Regions from separate parts of the Mus musculus genome. Here all the other regions are linked to region 3. The links are chromatin contacts, called in public Hi-C and promoter capture Hi-C maps. All regions are on one chromosome and are shown on one strand. The core of a region is the stretch at or near the end of the contact, and the rest is flanking DNA. Distances in the headings are between cores, read along the strand shown. Region 1 holds the start of Uchl5 (ubiquitin carboxyl-terminal esterase L5). Region 2 has its middle 37 kb from the start of Uchl5. Region 3 overlaps Gm41964 (a long non-coding RNA gene).

Region 1 (2,700 bases), core at 177-2,676, 210 kb before region 3:
AAGACACTGATGTAATAACACTTCTGCTTCAAGATCTTCTGGACTACAATCTATATACGTCGTACCATTACTAGTACAAAGATTACCATGTTTTCCTTCAATTTACACAAACATTAAGCCAATATTTCATGTAATTTGGAAAGGCTAACTTTTTTTTTTTCACCCTGAGAAGTCAAGCAAATACGCAGTTTCTTTAAAAATAAAAGCCAAGGCTAATTTTACAGTAATGAAGCTATAATACTTTACAAAGCCAGGATCCCAGGTTCAAATGGATATGCCATACACAAAGGTAATGAAAATATCAACTCCATTAAGGGCGATGCAATGAAAAGTATTGAGGAACTGTGGCAAGATGTCACCATGGTAGGATGCTCTGAGCAAAAATTTTTCCTGTGGAAGCCAAAAGCCTTCCTTGGAACATACTTTTATGAAATGATGAATAAAACCACCTCCGAAGAATGATAAGTATTAATTACAAATAGCTATTTTTTGTTCTATTCATCAAAACCATTTCAAGTGTTTTTAAAATAATGCACTATTAAGGGGGGAGGGGTGGCGGGAGAGGGATGGTGCGCATTTTTCCGTAAGGCACTTCATCCCGATACATGAGTCTCTCATCCCTTGGACGAGAAATCTTTCTCCCTTCCTTGATTATTATTCCTCTAAGATAATTTCCTTTCGGTCTTCCCACAAAGCTCCTTCCCAAACCGGTATCCGAGACAACGCCTCTATGCCAAAGCCGCAGGAAGAGAGAAAAGAGTGAAAAGGGGCCTTGGCACGTTCGCTCGCCAGGAGCTTTGCAAGTGGGAGAGTTGACCTGAGTTCCCCAAGATTCCATCCTCCCGGAGCAACTAGGCCAGGTTCGAAATGTTCAGATGCGAAGTCGGTCCATGCTCTCCTCCGGCGGGTGCCGGAGCACAGAGGCGGCGAAGGCTTTGCCTGGCCTCTGACGCTGGGATGCGGCTGGAAGAGAGTGCGCACCGGCCAGCCCTCAAGTGCCCAGGATCGCTGGGACTGCCCAAAACGCGGTTCCCCGGCCCGCAGCAGGCCTGCAGTGACCCACCTTTACCTGGAAGGTGATGCTCAGGACCCGCGGCGCCTACAGAAAGCCTGCGTCGCACCAGGAATAGGAGGCGGCCCGAAAGGGCGAGGACAGCTCCAGGTTCGGGTCGGAGCGAGCCCCGCCCCGCCCCGTCTCGAGCCCCGCCCCTTCCATCGCCCCGCCCCAGCTCTGGGGTGCCAAGGGTCCCGGATGTGCCTCCCTCCGGCGCTCCGAGGCCCCGCTACTTCTCCGGCCCGGCAGAGGGCGCTACGGATCCTGAGAGGCAGGAGAGGCGTTTCGACGTCTCCCGGGTGGCTAGAGCGTCCTTCTGTGCTCCGGCGCGCGGCAGGTGACGGCGCCCGGAGGCTGTCGGGAAGTAGGCGGGGTGACGTGGGGTTGACGCTCGGCGGCGGGTTTTGCTGAGGTCTGCGGCCGGTGGCAGCTTGTGCTGCGGGGCTCCGGAGAGCGCGAGGTGGAAGCGGGGCGGTGTGTGTGTGGTCGGGGACCATGTCGAGCAATGCCGGGGAGTGGTGTCTCATGGAAAGCGACCCCGGGGTCTTCACCGAGCTCATTAAAGGATTCGGTGAGCACCAGGGGGACCGTCCTGGGCCGGGGGTTCCGGGAGGAGGCCCGCGTTGGGCCAGGCGGTCACCTGCCGCCACCGACGCCCGGCGTCGGAGAAGTGACTTCAGGGACTGGAGTCGGCGTGTGTGGAAAGTAGGGCTTCTGCCGCGTCCTCGGCCCGGGGCGGCCGCGTCTCCGCAGTGATCTTGGGAGCCACACCACGAGGGGAAGGAGTCCCTCTGCCTGTGCACTGCTGTGTTCTCCGGACTTGGGACTCGGACACTTGAATTGCCTCGAGCGTCCTCCTTCCCTGTCTCCCTCCCTCATCATCTCCTCCGCGCTTCTCTTGTCCTTTCCACTGTCCCTTCCCTGCGGAGCCTCCCTGTCTCCAGTGTGGTCAGGTGCATCGCTCAGGCTGTCGGTCCTGCGGAGCAGCCGGTCTAGGGCGTGTGTTTCCCCGGGTGGTGTCTGAGGCTCCAGCCGCCCAGAAACTCGAGATTCTAGTTTCCCAAAAGCAGAACTTTCACCTTTCGTATGTGGGCACCTCTTCCGGACCTCCACAGATAACCGTCTACGCGGGTCTGCACTCTACTTCCCGCAATTCTTTTACTCCCTCCTTTTTTGACTTCCTGTGAAGTTGAGTTTTCTCGAGGTAGTGCTTTTGCTCAGAGGCCACATGCTTAGCTCTGAATTTCTCTCTGACTTTATTTCCTTCCGTACTACTCAACCAATAGGACAGTTTATCCTTCCTCGTGTTCCCAACGTTTTGGGGGAGTTTTTTTTTCCCTCCATTTTCATTTTGATTTTTTCTAAGATATTGTTTTTAACTGTTTTGTTAAAATGTGTACCCAAAATATAGCAAACCTTAATGTAGATTTTGTGTACTGTACATGGCTGAATATTTCGAGCATTGCGTAACATATGTTCAACTGTACTTCGGGCATACAGTTACGGAGTTGGAAATTTTAATGTGAATAATCGGAATGCTGGTCTGAAGAACTGAGAGTCAATCTAGAATAACATGTTGGTTTACGTTTAAGAGTATACAGAAATTGTTTTAACTGTGTAGATCACAGAGGAGCTGGGCAAAAGGA
Region 2 (2,700 bases), core at 131-2,630, 170 kb before region 3:
CTCCCACAGTGGGCTGGGTCCTTCACCATCAGTTAGCAATCAAACATGTTAACAGGCTCTTCAGATAAAGACGATCTATTTAAAGGTGCCCTATGCTTCTGTGCCTTGTTTCCTCATAGGTGAGTCTAAATGTAAGCATGGAGACTTAAAAAAACTTGGAAAAAAATTAGTTACTGGTTAGTTTTAATTGTCAACTTGATATAACCTAAAATCACCTTAGAAGAGATCATCAAATAAGGAATTATTTTAATCAGATTGGCTTATGGTTATATTTTTGGGAAATGGTTTTGATTGTTAATTGATAGAAGATCCAGCCCACTGTGGGTGGCACCATTCCCTAGGCTAGACCATGAGTTAGTGAGCAAGCAGGCAGGATTGGTCTGTCTGTCTGTCTGTCTGTCTGTCTGTCTCTCTCTCTTTCTCTCCTTCTCTCCTCTTCACTGTTGATATGGTATAATCAGATGTCTCAGTCTCTTGCCTTAATTTACCCAAAATGATTTGAGGTGATCTAGAATTGTAAGCCAAATAAGCTCTTTTTCCACTCAGTCACCTTTTTGCCAGGGTGTTTTATCACAGTAACAGATATGAAACTAGGACAATCACCTTTTGCAAGAGATTATCTCTATATTTGGGAATCTCTATTTTCTCTCTTTCAATAACCACATATGCTTATAAATGTAATTATTGTCTTGGAGAAGTTATTTTTGTTGATTTTTAACTTTCAAAATGATACAAAGAGGTTGGGCATGTAGCTAGAGTTAGACTTTGTCTGGCATGCATAAGCTCCTAGCACCATCATAGATGCACAAAAGCATCGTTGGTATAAGCATTATGTTCCAAATGGTATACAGGAATTTCTATACAGAACCGTTCAACTTCATTTGTCTCCTTTTTTCCTGTTTGTTTCTCTACTTTTTTGATTCTTTGTTAATTTCCCATCATGCACCCTAATCCTGCCCCTTCATATATGCCTTCTGCCTTTGCAACCTCCCACTCCAAAGAAAACAAGCAAGCAAGCAAACAAACAAAACAAAAAACCCAAACATCTTGCCTGGGAGCTGTGGTATGTCACTGTGTATCACACAGTGTACCCATTTGCCTAAACAACTTTACTTACATATGTTCACTGTACTGAATCACGGTCTAGTTCAGGGTTTCTACTATACTCTCAATACTGGATGCTCACTGGGATACATCTCAAGTTATCCTGTTATTGTCTTGTGTCATGGAGATCCTGCAGCTTGGGATGTATAGTACCAGTTCCTTCCTGTGCTCTAGCAGTTCAGTTCATAGATGGGATAGATGTTGGGGGGAGTCAATGCAAAGCCCTGGATCTGGGCCCCGGGTGGTACAGCTTACCGGTTCTCCTGCACCTCTGCACCACCAGGGGGAGCTCTCCCAAGTACTGCAGCAAGTGAAGGGTGGGCCAGCTCTGCACAGCCCTTGGACATCGACACGGCTTCAGGCAGCAGGGGCTTCCACATGACCTTTGGTGATAACATGGGCCATGGACATTAACCCAGACCCCAGTTTCTGCATGGCCACGGAACCAGACATGGCTTTCAGTGGTAGTACAGGCTGGCTTATCACCATGGCCGCAGGTGATATAAGGCTACTTATATCAGACTGTTCCTCACCACCCTCATGTCTCCAGTGCGTCCTTTTCCTTTTTTCACAGAGCACAAACTCTTCATCTTCTCTTTCTCATCTCTCCATCATATAGTTGCTCATAGTGGTTCCTGCTGTGGGTAGGAAAAGGCAGGCTTCTTCCACCTGCCCACCGGACAGTTTTTTTTTTTTTTTCTCTTGAGAACAGGGTCTTACTCTTTGTAGCTCATACAGACCTGGGACTTGCTATTCAAACCCAGGCTGGCTTTGAATTCCCAGCAATTCTCCTGCCTCAGACTCCTAGTTGCTGGGATTACTATAGTCATGAGTCAGTATGCCAAGCTTTTACATCTAACCTTAACAGTGTCTTTCAAAATGTTCTCACTAAAAAATGAAAATCAAATTCCTTCTGGATACACCTTTAAATAAAGGTAGACAATTCTAAGGCCCATTGTTAGAATCAACAAGCATGTGAGAGTCAATAGATATTAAGATACAAGATGTCACAAGACCATCCTCACAGCAGAAAAGACATGAAGCTCTGCTGCCACAACTTCTACTCATTCATTTTTTCATTAATTTATTATTAATTAATTTATTAGCTACTCTGAGTGAAGACATTGTTTCCTCAACTGCTTTTGGAGCTTGTGTGTGAAACCTGTGGGATTGTAATACTCAGTAGAGTATAACTTCTCCAGAGGGACAGCATCAGCATAAGTAACTTTCCTATGCATGTGACAGACCAGTGTATAAGAGGCACTTAGCCTCATAAGCGCAAATAATGTTGCTGTAGTTTGAATAAATGTTTATAAGATTCAGTTCCACTCAGAGCACCATTTATAGTGATGCTTTGTGGCCACACTGTAAACATTACTATGAAGGATTTTTTTTTCGTCTTTTTTGAGTGTATGTTAACAGCTTATTTGATAAAGGAGGGGACGAGGGGAGAGATGACAGGGACATTTCCTACATTTCAATTTGAACTCAAGATAGGCATTAAGTAAAATTGTGTCTCCTAAGCTTTATTTACATTTGAAGCTAATGATGGGCGTCTCATCAACTTGAAAATTAAAGAAATGAGGATGAACTGTG
Region 3 (2,700 bases), core at 69-2,568:
ATAAGAATAAGTTCTATTGAGTGGCAAACAGTACTCAGAACTAGGAAGGATTTGTAAATAATCCATAAAGATGGAATCTATCGATGCAGGATGCAAAGTACATTGGACTTCCTCCCCAAGAAGGAGTTCTGTTCACTAAGAGACAAAGTCCACGATTAGGGACTAAACAATTTTCAGGATTTGGGGAAATTCAGGTGGAGACCCCGCTCCTAATACAGCAAAGGATCGCCAGGTTGTTTAACCCCATTCACACAGCATTCCAGGTGATGAGGCATTAGTCTTCTTTCAGTTGAAGAAGGCAGACCTTGCTCAACAGTTATGGTGTCTCCAATGCTTACTCTAGGCTGTGCCTCCTACACACGTGTGGATTTTTTTTATCCACTTACATCCCTTTTAATTTCCTCAGTAGTTCACAGTGTCTCGATCTCCAAAACACTGTCCGTCATGATCTTTGTTTTTTGTTTTAGTTTCTTATTGCAGGGTACTAAGAGAAATTAATAAAACTGATTTGTACATATTAGTGCTGTAGCCTGAACCCTTTTTACTGACTGGATCCTTTGTGCTATGCTCTTTTTAGGCATAGCCCTTGAGATTCTATAGATGATTCTATATCATGTTAACTTCAGGAGGAGATAGTTGGGTACCTTTTATTTAGATTTTCTCATTTGAGCAGCCACAGGTAGGCAAGAGTGGATTTCCTAGTCCTTCTCTTGATCCCAGGAGGAAGGAGATGTCCCTCTCTTCCTCCCTGCCTCCTCCTTGCTTTCCTGACTCCTTCCTTGCTTCCCTGCCTTCCTCTTTTTCTTCCATCCCTTCCTTTCTCCATCTCTTTCTTTCAATAGTGTCTGACTGTAGGCCAATCCCAGGCTTATCTGGAATTCTCTCTATAGGCCAGATTGGCCTTTACCTTGCTGTAATCCTTTGCTTCAGCCTACCAAGTACTAGGATTGCAGACAGGAGCCCCCAGATGGGTCATTTATTCAAACTTGCCACCCTACTGCTTCGTCACTTTGCATGCTAGATCTCAGGCATGCACCCACCATTCCCACCTCCATAATTCATCTTATAAAGCATTTGTTCATGTTTTGCTGTCTGTTATATTTGAATCTAAAGTATATTAAAGAATTAGGCCCCAGTGCAAACATTCAGAAATGGAGCTTTGGAGAAATGTGTAAATCCTAATGGTTTTACCTAGGTCAGTGGGTTAATCCACTCATGGATTTAAAATCTGAATAGCCTATTGGTGGGGGGTGAAGGAAATGTGGAAGATGGAGCCTAGTTGGAGGAAGTGGGTTACTGGGTGTGTGACCGGGGAAAGCAGCCTCTTGTCTGTGGCTTCCTCCTGTTACTTTCTTTTTCCTAACTCCTAGGAGACTGCTTTGCTCTACAATGCCCTTTACCATGCCTTCCTGACTCTTGTCTGTGGCTTCCTCCTGTTACTTTCTTTTTCCTAACTCCTAGGAGACTGCTTTGCTCTACAATGCCCTTTACCATGCCTTCCTGACTCATCCACAGACCCTGAAGCTCCTACCTTGACACCTTGACTCACCAGAGACCCTGAAGCAATGGAGCCAAGGGTGACGAATGAAATTCTCTGCAACTGAGCAAAACTAAATCATTCCTCTTTAAAATGGTGTCCTTCAGCTATTTGTCACCGTGAGGAAAAAGCCTCACACAGTGTCAGAACTTCCCGGTGTGTTATATGCATTTGAAAGTCAAAATGAAAACGCCGGAAAGACTTTATGTAAATTTGGCATTATTTCTTCCTTGATGTTTGATGCAACTTGCCAGAGGCCCAGTCAGATTTATGCATGGAGTTTATGCATGGAGGTGATTTTTTGCATATGAAATCAGTTTTTAACAGATGCAAGACTTGAGATTATCTATTTTTTTCTTGAGGGAACTTGGGTAGTTTGTGAATTTAAGAAATAGTCCATTGCATGTCTGTTGTCGAATCTTCGGACTCCTATCAGACTAATATCTGTAGATATGTGTGGCTAGATGCCACATATAGATTTTCGTAGTGTGTCACCTTTAACCCTCTACATAGTTAACTTACGGCACTTCCAGCTTGTTGATCTCTTAGCGAGCTTTTTGGACCCTTGATGCCACTTTTGCGCCTCATTGAGCCCTCCTCTGACCTTTGTTACTCCTTTTCTTTCGACCCATTTCAGCTTCAGCTGTCATTATTCCTCAGAATGGAATTTCGGGTTAGTGATAATAACCTTCTTAATAATTAAGGTGTGTTTTTCCCGTTGAACAAAAGTTTTCAGAAATTACACCTTCAACTGAACCTTCTGCAAAGCTGATGAACTGATAAGATGTCCATGTTTGTGGAGGGGTTGGAATGTTGCAGATCCAGAGCTTAATTACCATTCGTCTTGGACTATCATTTAGTCCCTTATTTGTCATTCCATTCCCACCTTTGTTTCTAAATCTAGATTCTTTTTGACTATCAGATGAAACCATTTGAAGCATACTAACAGAACACTAATGATTTCCACAAACAAAAGCGCAAAGAATATTGTCAGGGAGCCTAGGAGACCTACAAAAGAGATCTCTCAGCTCTGCTGTAACTCACCCTCTGAGGTTTCCATTGGTGTATGTGAGAAGTGCTTGATTGACCTAGGACTTTCTTTGCTCTCTTACGTCAGTAAGACGTAAAATGTCAGTGGACAGATAAGTGGGACATGAGCTTTG

Evidence for each region. Promoter capture Hi-C pulls out the DNA fragments that hold promoters and counts their contacts. A called contact is a pair of places that touch in the nucleus more often than the background predicts.
Region 1: a contact with region 3 is called in a promoter capture Hi-C map of pre-B cells. The contact joins the promoter of Uchl5 here to the enhancer-like site in region 3. A contact is called at or near these places in 8 of 39 promoter capture datasets (3T3-L1-derived adipocytes, the C10 cell line, cranial neural crest and 5 more), 11 of 115 datasets of contacts at active chromatin or transcription factors (the 230-238 cell line, CD8 T cells, bone marrow-derived macrophages and 8 more) and 3 of 9 other capture datasets (adipose tissue, liver and pancreatic islet).
Region 2: a Hi-C map of bone marrow-derived macrophages shows a contact between it and region 3, with 36 read pairs. The contact joins two enhancer-like sites. A contact is called at or near these places in 2 of 15 datasets of contacts at CTCF or cohesin (the NIH/3T3 cell line and large pre-B cells), 18 of 484 Hi-C or Micro-C datasets (the HPC-5 cell line, LSK cells, the STO cell line and 11 more) and 3 of 115 datasets of contacts at active chromatin or transcription factors (the HPC-7 cell line, bone marrow-derived dendritic cells and microglia).

Annotation. Positions count from the first base shown.
Region 1 is chr1:143,775,852-143,778,551 of GRCm38.p6, forward strand. It overlaps Uchl5 (ubiquitin carboxyl-terminal esterase L5), which reads left to right and starts at 1,427. Exons shown (of 11, transcript NM_019562.2): 1 at 1,427-1,625. The coding sequence starts at 1,550. Ro60 (Ro60, Y RNA binding protein) reads right to left here and starts at 1,200. Exons shown (of 9, transcript NM_013835.2): 1 at 1,070-1,200.
Region 2 is chr1:143,812,726-143,815,425 of GRCm38.p6, forward strand. No RefSeq gene overlaps it. Among named protein-coding and RNA genes, the nearest start is that of Uchl5, 37 kb to the left of the region's middle. Within about 2 kb of position 1,381, at least 34 of the 459 cell types and tissues checked have an H3K27ac peak or open chromatin away from gene starts, as enhancers often do. A contact at or near this core is called in bone marrow-derived macrophages and microglia, where this site is marked.
Region 3 is chr1:143,983,838-143,986,537 of GRCm38.p6, forward strand. The region is part of intron 2 of Gm41964 (a long non-coding RNA gene); the gene reads left to right. Among named protein-coding and RNA genes, the nearest start is that of Rgs2, 19 kb to the right of the region's middle. Within about 2 kb of position 1,319, at least 19 of the 459 cell types and tissues checked have an H3K27ac peak or open chromatin away from gene starts, as enhancers often do. A contact at or near this core is called in bone marrow-derived macrophages, microglia and pre-B cells, where this site is marked.